Regions from separate parts of the Mus musculus genome. Here region 1 is linked to region 2. A link is a contact called in public Hi-C data. All regions are on one chromosome and are shown on one strand. Each heading gives the region's core, a stretch centred on a gene start, on an enhancer-like site or on the middle of the called end of the contact. The rest is flanking DNA. Distances are from core to core; before and after follow the strand shown. Region 1 has its middle 120 kb from the start of Mipep. Region 2 overlaps Mipep (mitochondrial intermediate peptidase).

Evidence for each region. A called contact is a pair of places that touch in the nucleus more often than the background predicts.
Region 1: a Hi-C map of liver shows a contact between it and region 2, with 3 times the contacts expected there. The contact joins two enhancer-like sites. A contact is called at or near these places in 19 of 484 Hi-C or Micro-C datasets (8-cell embryo, the C2C12 cell line, the HL-1 cell line and 8 more), 2 of 115 datasets of contacts at active chromatin or transcription factors (both in embryonic stem cells) and 1 of 9 other capture datasets (embryonic stem cells).

Annotation. Positions count from the first base shown.
Region 1 is chr14:60,904,519-60,908,850 of GRCm38.p6, reverse strand. It overlaps a transcript of Mipep not described here. Among named protein-coding and RNA genes, the nearest start is that of Mipep, 120 kb to the right of the region's middle. Within about 2 kb of position 2,235, at least 25 of the 459 cell types and tissues checked have an H3K27ac peak or open chromatin away from gene starts, as enhancers often do. A contact at or near this core is called in liver, where this site is marked.
Region 2 is chr14:60,795,721-60,799,855 of GRCm38.p6, reverse strand. It overlaps Mipep (mitochondrial intermediate peptidase), which reads right to left. Exons shown (of 19, transcript NM_027436.3): 5 at 3,621-3,684. Among named protein-coding and RNA genes, the nearest start is that of Mipep, 13 kb to the right of the region's middle. Within about 2 kb of position 2,690, at least 7 of the 459 cell types and tissues checked have an H3K27ac peak or open chromatin away from gene starts, as enhancers often do. A contact at or near this core is called in liver, where this site is marked.

The sequences.
Region 1 (4,332 bases), core at 986-3,485, 110 kb before region 2:
ATCAGAACCTGCAGGCCAGAGTCCCCTGGGCCTTTAATGACAGTTTATCCCTGCAGCCCTGGGCAGTACTCCTTTGTCACTGACAACAGAGGGACACACCAATGTCCACAGAACAGGACTCCACCACGGCCAGGTATTATCATACTCATTAGGCCTGTTGTACTCCTAGTCCGGGGCTGGCAGAACGAATCAACTACTTTCCAAAAAAACCTAGACACCTCTGTCCAGATCTCCCAAGGACATTTCCTGGGTGCTCTGCCACCTGGAAGCTTGGTCACAGCCACTCTGGATGAGCTGTGAGAAGGGTAGGCACATGCTCTGGGCTCAAGTGGATGCTGTCAAGGCCTGGGGAACTGCAGCCCCTGGCAGCCACAAGAGCTCTTGTCCCCATACCTGAGTTCTAGGTTCATGAGGAAGAAAAATCATCTTTGTGACTCCTGGCCTCTGTCAAGACACCTGTCATATGACTTCCCTCAGCTATCTCTTGTAACTGCCCCTCATTCCATGCAGGGTTCCCCAAAGAGAAGTCACTGTGTCAAGAGGCATTCAGGAATAAGGCACCCCAGCAGGGCAAGGGTTCTTGAAATGTCCAATTATCAGGATGGCAATCTCCCAGGAATAGTCTAGAGGCCTCAATCTTTACAGGAGAAGCGTAAGCAAGAAGGGCTCCACTTCCCCCTAAAAAGAGTTAATAAGTGATCTGGGGTCAGGAAATTCCACCCAAGATTTGAGCAGCAGCACTCTGCCCACACATTCCCACCAACCATTTGGGACTACTGGTCTCCCTCCCCCACAGTCGTTCCCCATCCCTGATGCTTGCTGTGGGCTTGGGGGAACTGAAGGCTAGCACATGGGAAGTCTTGGGTAAATTCCTCTCTAAGTCCCTCACCATGTTAACAAACACAACTGGACTTTACTGCAGATGAGACATGGTCAGCTCCTAAACTGACTTGAGTTCTGTAGAAAGACACTGGTTCTTAGGAGTGAGTGACAATGTGGGGACATCATTCTCCCACTTACCATCGTTTGACTCTACTTCAGCTCCTCATGGAGTGGAAGGGCACCCATCCGTTCTTCACTTCAGTGCTGCCGTCAATAAATTACACGAGACACTCAAGACCGTATTATAAAATAGCTTCTCTGTTAGATGATGATGAAGTATCCTGAGAGCATTTAAGGTGAGCCAGGCTAAGCGAGAATGCTGGGTAGGTGGTGTACATTAAATGCCATTTCTGCTGAAGCCATTTTAGCTTACATTGGGGATATTGGGGTCTATCCCCATAATAAGTCCAGGGGCATCTGTGTATTAATCATGGGGCTGAGAGCTCAGGAGGGCCTGGGCTTTCAGTGAACCTGTCTGGTGGATTGTCACAGGGAGAGCTCGGGGGGTGGGGGGGTGGGGGGGCAGAAGGAGCAGTAAGACCTTAAGAAGCTGTGCTGGAACCTCAACTCACAAGTTTAGACTGGGGTCTGGCTTCATTCTTTTCCGAGATTTGACAACAATTGAATGCTACCAGCCAGTGACCTATGGAGACTGTATTGTTTGGGGGAATCATCTATCTGACCTCAAATATCTCAGATGACTCAAGAGTTCCAGGAATGCCTGCCATGTAACTGGGAGGTCATTTCAGAGCCTCATATCAATCCTGCTTTCTCTTCTCCCTCTCCTCCTGGCTGCTCCAAGCCACTGTTATGCCCCCCTCCCCCTTCCAGGCATAAACTGGGCAAAGACAATTTGTGCTGCAGATCTGCAATCGTGAGAGCTGCCTCCTTTGCTGTGGGTAAGCAGTTTTCTTTTTATTTGTTGATTTATGAGTTACTTAAAAACCAAACATGTCAAAATTAGATGGGACGCAGAAATAACCTAGTAAGAGACACATTTAAGAAGTGATAAAACATGACAAACTGGATGGGACCCAGGAACAGTGACAGAAGAGCAGGATTTGGCACAGCTCACGCGATGATGCTATGCAGTGATACCCTGGTTTTACCACATTTGGAAAATTTCGAGTTCTGATCTCCACTTGAAAACATTTGGTCCACTTGGCCTGACTTCCAAGCTTAGTGATGGACTCAGACTCCACTCTGGCTTGGGTTTCAGAAGGACACAGTGAATATTCAGGAGTGGGACACTGAAGCGACAGTTTGCCTTCTTTGCTTTCTAGTCAGTAAGAGTGTGGCCCAGAGGCTCCTCCCTCCAGCTTCCTGTCCTGCCTGCCCTCTTCGGCATCCATCTATTTATCCCCTTGGAGAAAATCCAGTTGGCTTTGTCAACTGAAGCTTCTACTGGTGACCATGGAGGCTGCTGAAGGGAAGCCAAAGACTGCTGATTCGGAAGGCTCCCCTCCGATTCATTCTCAGAGGGCAGGAGAGACCTTGCAAAGGTCAGGCATGTCTCACAAGGTCTCCTGCACACCTTCTGCTCCATTTCCCAGACTTTGAAACAGCTGAGAAGAAATGAACACTCAAGAGAAGAGATTCTTCTTTAAAGTCAAGGTTTAAGTGTAGATGGCCCCAGTTTAAAAGTGGTTCATCTTAAGATGGTGCAATTTCATGGTGCCACATAATATGATTTTGAAACGGACTGTGGGATTAAACGTTTGAACCCTTTCTCAAACTAGACATGATCCATCCAACCTGCTTTTGACACTGGCAGAAACTGTGGGTCCAAGCCAGGTATAGAAAATGCTTCATCAATTAGACAAGCACACAGAAATATCATCTGTCACCAAACATTACCTTTTCAGACCTGTCACCTAAGGAGCAGGAGAAAATGAGTGTCTTACAGAGTCAGGAAGAAGACTCAGAGGAGAGCTCTGTCAGGCAGAGTGATCTTGATTATCAGTGAGGCCTAGGCAATGGTGGCATACTGGACAAGCTGCTAACAGGAAGCACATGATCTCGACCCCTCACTGGTTGGTTCTTTCTGGAGTCACTCTCCCACAGTTCATCTATCGACACAGAAATGGGCTGTCTGGTTACCACCCACTATCAGCTGACAGGGCCTGGGGTCACTGAGAGGCAAGTCTCTCACATATTTGTTGTTGTTCTTTTCTAATTTTAATTGAATCACTGCTAATCCATTTTTAAAACTCTTAAAACCATATTTTAATACCTAATTTGTGTGTGTGTATGTGTGTGTGTGTGTGTGTAGTGGGGCACTATCAGGGACTTCCCTCCAGAATAAGACAGTGACGGTCATTCCTCTACAGGTCCAAATTGAAACAGAAAGAAACCTAAACTAAAACACATCCCACACAGAGGAAAAAGGATAAAATCACATTCTTAGGGTGTTGGTGCTTTTCCTAGTCTTTGATGTGTGACTTTCAAAAAAATTAATACCCTAGGTCATTAAAATATACATTTCCCTTTGGCTTTATTTATTTTTTTAATAAAAATTAATTGTCCACACATATACACCTGAAGGACTCACCATCAGTTGCCTGACTCATTTGCTGGCATAGACAGGCTAATCCTAGTCCGGGATCATCTCACTCCATGGGGTTGCTGCATGCATCCATCTGGAGTCCTTCATCGTGATTTTTCAGTCACGGCGGTTATAGCATCCCGGTGTGGAGATGGTAGTCATCGATTCCCAGTTGAGCCCCTATAGCTATGGGGTGAGGGATGACTATCTGGAGGTACCAATATATGGTTTGTGGGATGGACAGTTCTGGAAACTGCAAAGACCAAAGCATCGAGAAAGTAAAGCGATGGGCCCCAAGAACCAAGTGGAGTAGGGGAAGGGGCATTTTATGGGACCCCAGGACCTTCCCTTTTCCTAAATCCCTTCCCTTCCCTCCCATTGGTCCTCCCAGCCTCCTCCCTCGGACAGGCTCTTTTGTCCTGTGGTTAGTTGCTAGCTGTAGCAGTTGCCAAGTGCTCCAGGAACCAGAAGCAGGCCCCTTAAAGGGGCTCTCCCCAATCTGCCTAAATTCCCCTGACTATCCCACACTTCTGTTAAAACCAAGACTGATAAAGACACAGAGACTTGGCACCCTGGGGACACTATAGAGCCTGTCACACACCTCTTCTGATGGCCCTGAGGCTGGCTGGCTGGCTGATGACTCCCAGGACATTTCCCAGAACAGAGCTGGCATGTGTGAGTACAAGCCTACAAGGATCTGATCTTATGTTATCCAATCAGATAAGGAGAATAAACAGGGTGGGATGTGGCTCCACGTCTGCCAGGGCGCTGGAACTGCAGCCCATTCAGTCACCAGCAGCGCCCAACCCTACTCCTCCTGCTTTGATTGCTCTTGGCAGACTCTAAACAGGCTCCCAGGAGCTTCCCGGGGTTAGTGTGGAGAGAGCCTTGGATTGGGAGGCTCA
Region 2 (4,135 bases), core at 1,441-3,940:
GGCATCTAAAAATTATAGTTCTAAAATTCTTCCTGAAGCTTTTTTTATAAAAAAAAAAAAAAAAAAGTAAAACACAGCATAATAAAATTAATCATTCCTAAAATTTTATCAAGTGTTAAAACCTCTGGAAAAATAAAATCTAGTTCATTTTCTGACTGTAGCTATCTTCTGGACATATCATTCCATTATTCCAGAACAATCCAATGTGCACGGCTTAGAACACTAAACACCCTGTGAAACTATTAGAAACACTTCTTAAAATAAACAGTTAATTTTAAACTCCTAAGTTATAATCACAAGACCTTAAACTGAAAACTAGCGAGCACAGAGCACAGAGGCCCATGCCTGCAGCTACAGTTACTCAGGGAAGAGGAAGGCAGACGGGCTTGAACGCAGGAGCTCAAAGGCAGCCTGAGGACACAGCAGCACCTCATCTCAAAATTAACCAAAGCAAACCTGAAAGAACGTAAGCCTTTGCGGTGTGCAAATGACGTTATGTTGGTGGGGTGCCTTAGAACCTCCCTTCTAAAGCAGGTGATGTCAGCCTGGGCCCGGGGGCACCCATAAGAGCAGACGCAGGGGCTGCAGAGAAAACGGCTGACTTATCTCCTGCATCTTTAATGCTGATGGCCTCTGAGAGTCACTTGGTGGGAAAGATAGGGTACGCTATGAGTACATGTGTGCTGGATGAGAACGGCGGTCGGTGCTGGTGAAAACTGAACATAAACATTGGCCAGCACAGTTTCAAACACGGCTTTAATTAACATTCTGTACAATGCGAGAGCTATGCACAGCAATGTCACCTCAAAGGTTAACAAAGCAGGATTGGGGTGGCAAGGACTGTGTTCAGTTGGTTGAGTGCTAGCCTGGCATGCAGGAAGCCCTGGGTCTGATCCCAGCACCTCTTAAAGCAGACGTAATGGAGAAGGTCTGCGTCACTAGCACTTGGGAGGTGGAAGCAGATATTCTTGGCTTCACAGAAAGCTCAATGCTACCCTGTGATACATGAGTCCCCATTGCTCACAAACAGAAGACATCAAACCCAGTTAATGGGGACTAGCATTACAATGTATCATCTTACAATCATGAGGTATTTTACTGAATCCAAAACTGGTATACATCAAAAAACATGATCTGCTGGTGATACTGCTCAGTGCAGAGGACTTTCTTAGCATGCATGGGTCCCTAAATTCAACCCCCGGCACTAAAGGCAACATGTGATCTCCATGTGCTGAAATCCCAAGCGTTTGAGAGGCTGAAGTAGAGCAAACCTGAGTCTGAGGCCAGCACAAGCTCCACACTGAGACCTTCTATCAAGAATAAAAAGCCAGGTGTGGTGGCTCAAGCATGCAACCCTAGCATCTGAGAGTTCTAGATCAGCTTGGGCTACAGAGCAAGATCATGTCCCAAAGAGCAAAACCAAAACCTAACAAGTCCGGAGCTTACAGATTGCTTCTCATTCTTCTGGGGTCACCAGTTTCTCATCACGAAACAGATTCTTAAAGGCACTGTGTGGGTGATGGGAGAAGCATTTCTTACTCTGACAAATGCTTGGAGGTGTTCCCTGTCATCACGGAGAATAGAGGCATCTCAGACAGCCAGGCCATCTAGTCCATGGGAGATGACCTTCAGTGAAAGAGCACTGCAGTTACTCCACACTTTCTGTGGTGACTCAAAGAGAAGCAGTATACGTCATCGAGGAAAGGGGCTGCAGAGGAAAAGGTGTAAGCCTCAGGCAACTGAGTAGGGAAAGACCCTGCCTAAGGCGCCCGACCGACTGAAAGACATCCCCAGACGTGGAGGCAAACCAAAAGTTAACCTGCTGCGTCCTGACTGATGGGCCCTCAGGTGAATGCATGAACTCACTGTGTTTCATTAGCCAGGAGCAGCGGCTCCCACAAGTGATCCCAGCACTCAGGCGGCAGAGGCAGGAGGATCACCACAAGTTCAAGGTCAGCCTGGGCTACAAAGTGAATACACTGTTGCAATAAACAAAACAACAATAAAAATTAAAAGAGAGACAGACAGAAAGATAGACCTCCTATTTATCAGACAAGGCGTACAAATGTTCTGTGGTATGGACTGGTGCCAAGACACCCCTCCCTACCTTGGACAGCAGAATAGTCCTTCTGCATTTGCACGAAACCTATCCACCTCCTCCTATCAACTCCAGAACATCTGTCAATCACTTGGGAAGTATAATACAATGTAAAGGCCAGGTGAGAGCACGAAAGCTATTAGCAAAGTCTGCTCTGAGCTCAGTGCAAACACATCGTTTTCTGAATGTTTTTCATCTGCCCTTGGTTGATCCAGATAGAGAAGTCTCAGGCACGGAGGTCCCAAGACATTCTGAGAAACTAACTTTTGTTCCTAGATAAATGTCTTTGGATTCCCTGGGATGGAAAGAGCTATAAAATCATAATAATAATCGGACCGTGGGCAAGCAGAGGAGGCCATGGGGAGCCACTCTGGGTGGCATCCAGCCACTCCTCTAGCCCAGCACTGAGCTGCTGCCCACACAAGGGACTGGTTGGCAGCGCATCATATTCTTAGGACACCTGCAGCCAGTGTGAGAACTCCCTGCGCTGAAGCTGAGAGCCTCTAGCAAGTTACTTTGTTTCTACCCTCCATCCAGAGAGAACACTGCACAGGTCACACCATAGCAAATGTGTGGAGCCATCAGGCACACCAAGTGTGAAGTCCACCTACTCTCCATCTCAGCCTCACTCCATGGCACCGTCACCACTCTAGCTGAGCTGTCACTTCATTTTGGAGTGATGGCCAGCTTCCAGAGAGCACTATGTTTAGACACCACCTACAGAAGAATTTTATGACAAGTGAAAAAAGGTCCTAAGAGTTTGCTAATACACCGTCAAGTGATACAAGAGGGCTCTAGCAAATAAATGTTAGTAAAAACACTAAAACAGCTGGAAGCCTGGTGTGGTGGCATGCCTGTAATACTAGAAGGGGGTGAAGGCAAGAAGGTCAGGAGTTCAAGGCCAGCCTCTGCTACAAACAAGTTCCAGGCCAATTTGGTTAACATGTAACCTTGTCTTTGCTCAGCTGGTGGAATGCTTCCCCTGATGGGTTCAATTCCCTGCACTGAGCCTGGTCCAAGATCAGAAAGACAAGTTCATCTTCAATCCACACCAAGATCAAAGCTAAGCTGGGCTACAGGAGGCCCTATCTATCTCTAAATAAATAGGTAGATAGATGAGTAGACAGACAGACAGACAGATAGATAAATGTGCCCCCTTTGCTGTCACACACCTTTAACCCCAGCACTCAGGAAGCAGCATGAGTTTGAGGCCAGCCTAGTCTACATAGCATGTTCCAGGCCTGCTGGGGCTATATAGACCCGATCTGAAGAACGAAAAGACTTGGGTGGAGAGATGGTTAAAAGGTCGAGAGCATGAGTTACTCTTGCAGAGGTGTAGGAATTGGTTCCCAGCACACATGTGCTGGTTAAAACCATCCGTAACTGCAGACCCAGGGGCTCTTACCCTCTTCCTACCCCCAAGGCCATGCATGAGGTATACATACATACATTCAGGCCATCTCATACACAAGAGAAATAAATTTAAGAGCATATTTTAAAAAGAAAAAAAAAGATTTATTACCTTTTCTTCATCTAGATGGATTCCACTGATTTCAAAATCAAACATAAATAGTTCGGCCACTCGCCTAAAATAAAGTAAGCACAAGTTACAGGAGTTCATTAAAATTACAACAAAAATCAGTCTCTATGTTCAATCAGGATTTCCAAAACTTACTGTTAAAGAGAACTACTTCAATACAGCCACAGTTTCTTTGTTTGAAACAAGAAGTTTAATATCTCAGAAGTAGGTATGGCGCCCGGCTGGGAGTCCCACTGGCCTGTCATGTCAGGTCAGCTCTTATACCCGGTGAAGCTAGGAACCTAACATCTAGTTATCTCAACTGCATCCAAAGCCAGTAACTACCGCCAGGATGGGTCCGCACTTGGACAGCCTCTCCAGGACCTGTGTGGAGCTTGCAGTGTTTCTTTCGGCTGGTGCAGCGGGCCAGCTTCTCCCTGATGCCAGGAGTAGCATCCTGACTGTAGAGAGCGTGCTCTTTCTTTTCATTCTGTCTTCAGGCTTGAAGTCAGTTAACA